Linked DNA regions of Zea mays: all the other regions are linked to region 2. A link is a contact called in public Hi-C data. All regions are on one chromosome and are shown on one strand. Each heading gives the region's core, a stretch centred on a gene start, on an enhancer-like site or on the middle of the called end of the contact. The rest is flanking DNA. Distances are from core to core; before and after follow the strand shown. Region 1 holds the start of LOC103628870 (presequence protease 1, chloroplastic/mitochondrial). Region 2 holds the start of LOC100273763. Region 3 holds the start of LOC542044 (m26 protein).

The links. A called contact is a pair of places that touch in the nucleus more often than the background predicts.
Region 1: a Hi-C map of leaf shows a contact between it and region 2, with 4 times the contacts expected there. The contact joins the promoter of LOC103628870 here to the promoter of LOC100273763 in region 2. A contact is called at or near these places in 4 of 25 Hi-C or Micro-C datasets (all in leaf).
Region 3: a contact with region 2 is called in a Hi-C map of leaf, with 4 times the contacts expected there. The contact joins the promoter of LOC542044 here to the promoter of LOC100273763 in region 2.

The regions. Positions count from the first base shown.
Region 1 is chr5:218,040,489-218,044,310 of Zm-B73-REFERENCE-NAM-5.0, forward strand. It overlaps LOC103628870 (presequence protease 1, chloroplastic/mitochondrial), which reads left to right and starts at 1,962. Exons shown (of 19, transcript XM_020538705.1): 1 at 1,962-2,570; 2 at 2,961-3,141; 3 at 3,326-3,500; 4 at 3,590-3,722; 5 at 3,813-3,822. The coding sequence starts at 2,279.
Region 2 is chr5:217,578,823-217,582,755 of Zm-B73-REFERENCE-NAM-5.0, forward strand. It overlaps LOC100273763, which reads left to right and starts at 2,336. Exons shown (of 23, transcript NM_001360436.1): 1 at 2,336-2,494; 2 at 2,704-2,773; 3 at 2,899-3,597. The coding sequence starts at 2,726. LOC103627772 (a long non-coding RNA gene) reads left to right here. Exons shown (of 4, transcript XR_002262548.3): 4 at 711-1,045.
Region 3 is chr5:217,886,348-217,889,987 of Zm-B73-REFERENCE-NAM-5.0, forward strand. LOC542044 (m26 protein) reads left to right here and starts at 1,449. Exons shown (of 8, transcript NM_001111684.2): 1 at 1,449-1,861. The coding sequence starts at 1,680.

The DNA.
Region 1 (3,822 bases), core at 712-3,211, 460 kb after region 2:
TGCAATCAATACAAGACACAATTTAAAAGAATCAAAACCTCTCCAAGTCTCAAATCCACTCCAAACAAATAGTGACTAGAGAGAGAGTTTTGCTCGTGTTCTTTGAGCTCTTGTTCTTGGATCGCTTTCTTCTTCCTCCATTCTTGTTCTCAAGACATTTGTAATCAAAGCAAGAGACACCAAGTTGTGGTGGTCCTTGTAGGGGTCTAAGTGACCCATTTGATTGAGAAGAAATATCACTCGGTCTAGGTGACCGTTTGAGAGAGGGAAAGGGTTGAAAGAGACCCGGTCTTTGTGACCACCTCAACGAGGACTAGGTTTGCAAGAACCGAACCTCGGTAAAACAAATCACCGTGTCACTCTCTTCATTTGCTTGTGATTTATTTTCGCCCTCTCTTTCGGGCTCACATTTATTTCTAACGCTAACCCCGGCTTGTAGTTATGTTTAAAGTTGTAAATTTCAGTTTCTGCCTATTCATCCCCTCTCTAGGCGACTTTCAGAATGGTTGCTGTCTTTTGCTTTCTTTACCTCAGAGAATCTCTAACAAGGTAACTCAAAATAATACCTTAAAAATTTAAATACTATATATTTAAATTGTTTAAAACATCTAGAAAAATATACTCCAATAATTAAGTCATAAAACATATATTTTAGGAAGTAAATTATATTATTATAAAGAAAATGATGAGAATTATGTAGAGAATAAGGATATGACACTAGTTTAGGGTTGTCGGTGTTTCGTATCTCGCTCCGACAAGTAAATTTATTGTGCGTTTTCCAGGCTTCGAAGGACATAAGCGAAGGGTGCACAATTTATACTGGTTTGGGCAGAACGTCCCTACATCCAATTATCAACGCCTTGCGCTACTGATACAATTGATGACCAAACTTGTAGTAGGGGTTACAAGCAGTCGATAGAGTGAGGAGAGGCTCCCAGATCTCTTATCGGGGTGAAAGTAAAGCTTAGAAGCTGTAAGGTGGAGTCATATATAAGTCCTCGCTTGGCAGGGGCTCTAGCCTTCTAGTCCTCGTCGACGCTCCTCCTGCTCGTTCTTGTGGGCTCATCACCGTATGCTGATCTCTCCGTCCCTCCTCCTGCCTAGAGGTCAGCCTCTCACTTTTATAGATCGGGGATAGGGGTTGGTCAGCTATGGCTTTCCCGTGAAGGAGCCATAAGGGAACGATAAAATCAGTGTTTTACTCCGGATGAGTCCATGCGTACTCGCAGGTCCTGAGGCTGCCTGGTTGCCACGAATTTATCACAGGGGCGGTGATGGTCTCAGGCGCCATCATTTCGTCTATGTTGACCCTTGGCTTCCGTAGCTTGGGACTCGACACAGTCCGTCGTGTAGTACCTTGCGGGAGGTTTGTGCACTCAGGCCTAGTTCGATAGGCATAAGTGCGGCACAGTACGAGGGGTGCGTGGGCTATTAATACGTCGCAGTCCAGGGGCATGTAGGTCATAAGTGCTATGCGGTCCGAGAGGTACGTAGGTCATGAGTGGAAAGTGGATCGACGCCCACGCCGTGGGGAGGTGTCAGGCGTGGTTAATGTGGTCAGTCATTATGGCGGGTCAATTCAGGGTCGGACGCGGGACCCACTCAAGTGGTTCCCTCCTGACATGCCCGTTCTCTCTTGTCAGGCTCCACCAAACCCGGCCACAGACTCGTTGCCACATGGTTCAATTAGGGCGGGTTCTTCTAGGGCGCACCTATCTCTTCGGACTAATTAACGCGCCCCGCGACTAGGAGCCCTTTCGTTAGCGCGTTCAGTGACCATCAAATATTTATCGTGTTTTAATATAAAAATAAATTAGGAAATGATAGATATTTAAGAATAGAGGTAGGTAGTATTTGGAATTCTATATGAGCCTTGTATTATGTGGAAAAGGGTAGAATTCAAAACACCCAAGACAAACTTGCAAAACTCTGTATGTCCCTCCAATGTCCACGGTGAAGACACGTCTAAACGACGCCAAATTTCGCGAACACTTTGCGTGTACCACAATCCACGCCAACTCACCATCAGCCACACGAAATTCCATTGAACAATCCCAGCCATAAAAAAGAGCTAGACAAAAATCGAAGATTTTTCACCTCTCCTCAGTCCACCTCATCTTGTTTAAGCCCAAGCAAAACCTCGCCATAGTGCGGACGGAGAGCCCAGGAACTGAAAGCCTAATCGCAATCCCACTCGCAGCAACGACCTACGCCGCCCCTAACTCCAATCCAGAACCCCAGAGTCCAGAGGCAGACCGGCAAGCTGGACACCTGCGGCATGGAGCGGGTGGCGCTGCTCCGCACCTCAGGCCGCCGCCTCCTACACCGCTGCCGCAGGGGCAGGCCCGTCGTCGTGCCCGCTGCCGCGGCCTCATCCTTGGCACGCCGGGCGTCCTCGTTCTCACTCCCGGCGCGCGGCTACTCGGCTCTGCCCCGCGGCGGCGCGCGATTCCTGGTCGCTGCGGCGCCGCTGCACTGCTCCGGCCGGTACTGGCCGGCCGCTGCGCCCCAGCTCGCGCGGAGGCTGTCCGCCTCCGCTGTATCTACCTCGCCCTCTCCCGTGCCCTATGGTGAGAACAGAACTGCTTCTGCTTGAACCTATCTGTAGCGGAAATGGTTGTGAAGTGTGCTATTTTACTTGCAATTGCGGAAGCAAATGGACGCAATGTGTTGAATCACTTCGAACTGCATAGCTGGTTTGGAATGAAAATGATGGTTAGTCTATGGTGGGGTTTCCTTTTGTGTACTGTTTTAGGTCTCATGATTGATATTTTTTCGCTCATAAATCACACAATTTCTCTGTGATTTTTGCTCAAAGTGTTGACATGAGGCTGCTGGAGCTGATAATAATATGCTATTTGAAAAGCAACCATCATTCAAACCGCATCCTTTTGCTATTTGAAAAAAATCAAGGTCATATGCTTATCAAATGTGTGACCTCTTTCTTCTGACATAATCAGATACAGATGACGTACATGAGTATGCCACAAAGCTCGGATTTGAAAAGGTCTCTGAACAGACTATAGATGAGTGCAAATCAATTGCTGTTCTTTACAAGCACAAGAAGACGGGTGCTGAAGTAATGTCTGTGTCAAATGATGATGAGAATAAAGTTTTTGGCATTGTTTTCCGTACCCCTCCGTAAGTGCAGTTAATCCTTGTTTCTTTGTTTTGTCTATGGTAAATCAGTATTCCGATCTCCATTAGACGTAGGATTTGCTGTACAAAAAATGAGCTGGGCAGCCCTAGGCACATATAGTGAAAGAATGAATCATTGCATGTAAGCTTATTTTCGTGTTGTAAAGAAGATTTTGTTTATTACCAGGAAAAATTCAACTGGCATACCCCACATCCTTGAACATAGTGTTCTCTGCGGATCAAGAAAATATCCTTTAAAAGAACCGTTTGTGGAGCTCCTAAAGGGTAGTTTGCATACATTCCTGAATGCGTTCACATATCCCGATCGGACATGTTATCCGGTTGCATCAACAAACACTAAGGTAAGACCTAATGGCCACAAATGTGCTTGCATCATTTGTTCAGAAACTCTTTGTTTAACATTATCATTGTATACTTGGTTGCTTTCCAGGATTTCTACAACTTGGTAGATGTATATCTTGATGCCGTCTTTTTCCCTAAATGTGTTGACGACTTCCAAACATTTCAACAAGAAGGTTGGCACTATGAGCTTGACAACCCTGAAGAAGAGATAACATACAAAGGTTTGTTTGCTCAATCTAAATAAATATAGTAAGCAAAATTTACATGTGACATTACTTGTCATTCAAAATGCAATCCTTTAACAATTTTAGGTGTCGTCTT
Region 2 (3,933 bases), core at 1,086-3,585:
ATAGAGGTCCGTCTGTCCCCAGGCTGACATTCCGTAGTGCTGAAGGAAGCAAGCAAAGATCTCGCGGCCCGCGGCGGAAATTGCTTCACATGCACGTGCAGTTTTCACACCGCCCAGTGACCGAGGCGGGTGCCGCGGGTCATCTGTGCTCCTACGTGCTCGGCTAATCGTATCGTACACGTACTCAGCAACAGTTCAGAGGCACAGACGTTTCAACGGGCGCGCGCATCCTTTACGTGGGGTGCAGTGCAGTGCAGGTCGCGCTCGGAAATGCGTTCCATGTGAGCGTCGAGTACGTGGGACACGACACGCATGCGCCAGCACCACCCACCGGATGGGATGACCGCACCGTTTCTCGTCTAATCCGACCAAACCGGCGCCCTTTTCCGCGTCGCACCCAAGCAAAAAAAAAAAAAAAGAGCTAGCCCGCTCCGTGGCTCACCCGACACAAGTGAGAAAGAAAGGACGTTCGATAAAACCTGGAAGATCTAGGAATCTGCATGGTACTGCTCGGTTTCTAATTACCTGTGCCTTTGCTATATATACAGATAGATCTAATGTTATGACAAACAAATACATGGCAAACAAATGGTTCTGGATCAGTGTGGTAGCAAAGCGCTTTTGCACAACCTCTTCCCTCTCCACCATCCTGGGCCTACATGCACGCATGTTCACCGATTTAATCCATCGACCTCTGTTTTTTTCTGCAGGATTACAGCTGCAACATTCCTAATGGTTTTAACCCACCGGCAGCGAACAGCCATGGAAGCTTGTCAGAACCTCTGTCGCCAGCTGCAAGCCTGCAATTGCCACGAAGCACCACAGCACCAGGGCCAAAAACGTCTTTAGACCACCACCCGATATACAATTTAGGTGCTGTTTGGTTCACGAAATGTAACGTAAAGGGTAATAGTAATGGTTTACACTCGATTATGGCCGATAATAAGTTTAAATAGTCTGATATCAATTTTTAGTATGATATCTAATTACGGTTGAACTAAAACAAATATGATTTAACGTTATCGTTTATCCATTACGTTACAAATTTTTGAACCAAACGGTACCTTAGGTCATGACTCCTCCGACCACGCCGTTCGGAAAAGGTACCGACACGCGGCCCCCGCAGCCATGTGACCGCTCCTCCCCACGGCTCCCCATGCGCCGCCCCAGACACAGAACACGGGAGGCCCACGCGATGTACCGTCCTCGATGCCCGCCACGTGTAGCCCCGCCGGATCGAACGGACCAGCGTGCGCTGCGGGAGAGGGCAGGAGGCAAGCGTTCGGCCGGCCGGTCCAAACTCCATCTAGTCCACCCCACTCCACTCGGTCATTCTCCTCCACAGTAGCACAGCTAGCTCTTGCCCACCACCGCCACGGGCCCACGACGTCCCAACCCGGTCACCACTAACGTTTCGACCGTTACGGGAGGGCCCCTGTTCCCCCGACGTTGCCGCGCGCGCCCTGACGTCGTCAACGCTGCTCCGCTCGGTCGGTGAACGCAGCTGATTCCGAGCGACTCTCCACATGGGTCTGTTTGGTTTAGCTTTTTTCTGACCAACTTTTCTGAAAATCCGGCTGTGGAGAGAATCTGGCTGTGGGGAGAATCTAAGTATTATTACGATTACGTGTAGAGGAAGATAAAGTTGTTTATAGGGCTCAGGATCTAGAAAGTAACGAATTCCTACTATTACAACGACTCAACCGATTATATGTTTATGTTGATTTTGGATGGTTTTTGCCCCCAACGAATTTTATAGAAGCTGTCTGAAAAACTGAGCGTTTGGCAGTCCGCAGTAGCTTTTGGTGGCCAGAAGCTGCCAGAAGCCGAAACAAACAGGGCTATTGTGGCCTACGGCGAGGCTCAACGGAAAGAAAGGAAACCGTCGGCCAAAAGAGAATGGGCCAGCTATCGTTGGGGCGCTTTTTCGCATATAGGCCCCTCTTTGCTCAGGATAAATGCTATTGCTTGCATAACTTGGGGACGGTTACTGCACCTAATCACCTATGCACCGTATATATATAATATACGGAGTAATAAAAGATAGTAAAATTACCGCGTGTTAAACTGGCAGCGTTGTTCTCCAATCAATTGTTTGATATGCGCCTATTTTGTTCGAAGAGAAGGAACAATGCATTTCTATGATATACTATATGATACCGTACGGTAATACCGGGCCAACAGAGGGCCTAACTGCAAAAGTTTCGCCCGTCCCTTTCCTGTTTATTCGAAGGCAGTGGGGTTTTAGTATTTTTTCTAGTTACGCCCATGAGCTAATAAACTCGTACTTGTCCCTTTCCTCCTGCTCGGCTCCGCCTTCCCCACTCGTCCACTCCCCGTACACTCCATCGCGCTCGACGCTCCCGTCGCTGTCGGCCACCGCGCTGCGCTGCGCTGCTCGCAGAGTTCGTCCCGACGCTCGTCCGAAGAAATTCAAATCCGGGGCGCTCGCGTCACTCCCAGCGACAAATCCGCGCGTAGATTCGGCTCCCAAGTAAGCATTTCTCCCTGCACGATTCAGCCGACTCCCATCCCCCCCCCCCCCCCCCCCCCCCCCCCCCGAAATTCCTCCCGTGTTCAAATCTGCGGCTGCGGGAAAATTTTTCGAGGGGTTTTCGGGTCTGGGAATCACCCGCATTTGGTGCGGCTGGCTCGGGATTTTTTCTGATTTTTGCTCGATTTTGTTCTCTTCGTCCGTTTCAGTTGGAACCCGCATGCGCTGGCCATGTTCACGGAGGGGCTAGATCGCGACGCCCTCAAGTGGGTGCGAGAGGTGAGTGAGCTCGCCGCGCCGCCGGCCCTAGCTGAGTTCAGCTGCTGCGGCTTCGGGTTCCCGTTCTCTGATGCGTGTTTTTTTGTGTGTCCCTGGTGGTGGTTGTTGGTGGAATGCGTCTGCAGGGCCAGGGAGCGGCGGCGCTGCATAGCCACGACCGGATGGACGCGCTGCGTGCCGTGCGCGGAGCGGCCGGCCGCGGCGGGCTTGGCATGCCGACGCCGGAGAAGTTTCGGAGCGGCCACATGCCGCGCGGCGCGACGGTGCCGCTGTCACGCTCCTCGCTGCGCAGCGACGACGGCACCGCCGCCTCGGGATCCGACATGGACGAGTCGTCGGACAACGATGAGATCGAGGTCTGCAGCGGCAGGTACTCGGTCGACTCGTCACCCCGCCGCGACGACGTGACCCGACGAACGGCCGTTCCCCTCTACCGCTACGCCACCATGCCTGGGCAGCAGAGCTACTACTCCACTGATGATGGCTACTCGGACTTGAGCTCTTCGCGTGACACGGCACTGCCAAGAGCTAAGGCACAGCCGTTGGGACGGCCGCAGGCACGGGTCGTTGAGTATGCTGATGAGGAGTACTCCGTATCTCCAGGCACCTCCGAATTTTCTAGCCAGGTGGAAGGGCAGAGCAATGGTGTGACCTCCAAGGGTGGGTATGTATCAGAGTACTCCCATACTGGTCCAGCCCGAAGAGAAGCAAACAATTTGGGTCCTAAGAATCGTGCAGCAGCTCCAGCGAGGATGCGATACCAACATGACAGCCATTCTGCTCATGTCCCCGCTCGAGAGGATGTGAAATCAACACGTAAATTGGTTAGTTTTCTTTGTTTATTTACAAAGATTTTTCATTCATCTACCCCACTCTTTTTCTATGTGATAGCACCATCTGTAAGTTCCATTTTGTTTCAAGTTGGGGTTGCATTTAAATGTGTGGGAAAATGCTAAGTATAACATGGCGCTTAACGAATAATATTCCTAATAAATATGATAGTTGTGAAAGCATCACATAGTTGTCAATATTTTTTTTATATATACCCAGAAATATTTTAAAACCCAAATGTTCAAAGTATAGTTATTTACATGGATCTGAGACAATATGTGTTTTATTTTTGAAATGGTTTGGCAAACACTCTAGTTAATTGATCAATT
Region 3 (3,640 bases), core at 199-2,698, 310 kb after region 2:
CTAAATAGTTTAAAAATATTTTTTAATCAAAATAATAAACAAAATGACATGTCTAATTGTTTTTTAAAGGTTCACAACTCTAGCTCCACTAACTTTACTAAATTTTATAAGGTTAGAGGAGTCTGAAACATTTTTATATTATGTCTTAACTGTTTTTATGATCTAAAAGTTCAGAATTATATCATACAATTTTGTTATCTACCTCTTATACTTAGAAAACTGTTTAGGTGCCTCTAATGTGCACATGCCGCCAATTTTATTCTGAATGGCTTCAACATTGGCAGTAGATTCCGCCAATTTTATCCTTTTGTAATATATCTTCCTGTATGCTTCTAACTCTGTTGTTTTAAAGTTTTAATAAAATTTCAGTAGAGGCTCGCCCCTCATGTCCTATAAAAAAAATGTGCACATACCCTATCGGCTAACCACTTATTGTTTCGACTTATCGATGCACACACACCAGACACCACCAAACCATATCTCACGTTGATGTGACTTTGCTTTTCATACACGATTGGTGTGGTTGTTTGGTACTGACACTACGTGGAATCAGAACGAAACTTGTCAAGAACTGACCGATACGCTCATACGCCCCCAGAATCAAACGGAACAAGCAAACCATCCGTGTCCATGATTACCCAGACCAAAAGCTGAGCGAAACCCCGGAGGCGGGCGGGGGGAGGGTAATAATCAATGCAACAACCTGCCGACGAGTGTTCACTGATGACGCATGCCGAGAGGAAATCTGCGCGAGATCCGGCCGGGGCGGCGGGGCGCTGGCGCGCTGCGGCGCGGCGTGGCGCTGCACAGCGGTGCCGGTGCGCCACAGAATCGGGCCGGAACAGCGAATCCGGGCGGCTACAGCAGTACGCGGCCACCCCCAATCACCAATCGAAGGTCACCCCCAATCTGCGGCCGCGCGCAGGCGCAGCAGCAGCATCTTCTTTCTCTTCCTTCACACCTCCACCACCGCCGGCTTTCTCCTTGATTTCCCACGTCGCGCAGGAGCCTGAGGCTGAAACCACGGCAGGCCAGCCAGCTAGTAGCAGAGAGAGAGCACCGTCACCGCGCAGCGAGCACACGCGGCCGCCTGCTACAGGCTGTACTGTACTGTTCTGGACCGGCAACTCACCCGGCCACCCCTCACTCCCTTTCCTTTTCAGGAACACCGCCTGCTTGGCACCATCCCTACGCGGGCTACGCCGCCCTCGTCTACTGCCTGCGCCTGGCTGGGCCCCGCCGCGGCCGTTCCGTGTGACGAGGGGAGCATAAACAATGACTGGGCCGGCCGGCCCCGTAGCCATTCCCCCAACTTCCGCTTCCGCTCTCACAGTTTTTATGCTTTGTTTATTCGCGGGGATCATGTGGGTAATCGCGTGGGTCGTGCGCCCGTGCCTGGCTGGGTTTATTTACGCCGACCTGCCAATAGGAGCAAATCCCCTGGCCCTCTCCTTGGCTTTTCCTCTCGCTCTCCTCCTCTCTCGCATCCCACCGCATCACAACCACGACTTCCTCCCGCCGCCGGTTGGCTTCGCTGCTCGTCCACCTCCGCCCGGCCCGTGGGACGAGTGGGGACTGGAGAGGGTCGCCTCTGGGCTTCGCCTCTCGGCGGCCGAGTGTCTGCGTCGTCCACGGAGCTGAGAGCCTGAGACTGAGACTGAGAGCGACCGGCGGCGGGGATGGCGAGGGAGAGGCGGGAGATAAAGAGGATAGAGAGCGCGGCAGCGAGGCAGGTCACGTTCTCCAAGCGCCGCCGCGGCCTCTTCAAGAAGGCCCAGGAGCTCTCCGTGCTGTGCGATGCCGACGTCGCGCTCATAGTCTTCTCCTCCACGGGGAAGCTCTCCCAGTTCGCCAGCTCCAGGTGCGTATACAGTATACACGCTCCCCGCGCCCGTCTACCCCGCATCACTTCCACACACGCGCCGCCGTGTTTCCACAGATCTACCAGCTGTCCTCCCTCCACACGCCTTCCGAGTCGTTGTATCTCATAAGATCCGGCTTGCTAGGGTTCGGGTTCCGGCCGCCGCGTGATACTTCTGCTTCGTCTGGTTTCCTCTCCACCTAGAGACCACGCGGTAGTATTGAACTATTGATCGGTTTTGTATCGAACTTTTTACACGTAAGTGAAGCTTTTGGAATGATGTTCTGGGTTAGGTCTGAGGGCGCGCACGTTGCTGCATCTGAGTGTCCATGAAAATGGTAGTAGTGAGTAGTGGGGATTTTTAATCTGCATTCTACTAACTGTAGTTTCCACATGTGTGCTTGCAGATTATTTTTTATTCCTGTTTTTTTTTCCGATTGGACATCTCCATTGCCCCTGCCAGCACTGTGACACCTGTTATTTGCTGTGCGTATCAGTGTGTAGAGTTAATTGTGTTTGGAAGCGTGCGAGTGCGACCTTGCCAGTTCTGCGCGCGGTTGGGGTAAAAGTCACTTCTGCTGCCAATTGCGTACGACTGTCCTTGTGATTTCATGTGGTGCTGGGTGGCGTTGCAATACCTAGTGATTAAAAGAGGGGTCTCGTGCTTTGTGCGATTCTTTCTTGCTGCAACTAAAGGACTGTTGGTTGGCCTTATAGAACTTTGTATTTCTTGCTAAATTATGTGCTACCTACTGTTGGTTAGTATGCAATTACTGTTGTTTAATCGTATGCAATTACTGTTGTTTAATCTGAAATTGTTTGTGTAGTTAAATCATATGCTACTCTTTACACGTTATATATAGTTGGTCACCGATTCTTTTGGCAATGTTTGCTCAAAGGGAAGCCTTCCCCAGAGTAATAATTTTTACGGCCTTGCCTAGATGTTATGGCCGAATTCTTGTTATACCACTTAATTTCTCCAGATTCTGTTGGCTAAGTCTGTGTCCAGCATATCTTGCATATGACCACACAAAAACCTATTTTTGCAGTATAGACAGCATTGCACTATTTATAGAGTTACCTTTAAAATATAAGGTGGAATAGAAAAGCTGCTGGAGATAGTCTAAGGTAGACTGTGAAGCTATTATTTGCTTTTAGTTTGTATGTACATGAATGATAGTAAGCCAAGCCATACCACGACTTTACCTTCCGCGTTGACATTCTGGGCCCACCCCCAACGCCGCCCACGCAGACCACGTGTATCTTAGTGTTTAGAAATAAACAATAATTATATAAAAATAGTGCAGAGCTAGCACTCGAACCCACGTCCCTCTGCTCTAGAAATTTTGGGCTAACCAACTGACCACACATATATTAGTGTTTAGAAATAAACAATAATTATATTTAAATAAATATATCAGTACTTATTTATATAATATATAAAAATCGTAGTAAAACACGGGCAGATGGCTATTTTTTTTGAAGCACGCATGAGAGCTACGTGTCATTTCATTAAGAAGAAAAAAAATCTTCCCCGAAATGCTTCACGTATGCGTATGATCCAACTGTATGGCTGGATTACAACCAACGTTAATCTATGGTTGTTGGTTTTGTTCTGAACTAATGACTCATGATTCATTAGGTGATCGTGGTCGTATCTTAGTCTACCATTGGAGTTGTACATGTAGCAACACTCTTTTTCAGAAATGCTTCATGTACGATCCACTTGTACTTCAGCGTCATGTTATTGTTAATACTTAGAATCACTTTCCTTTGCTA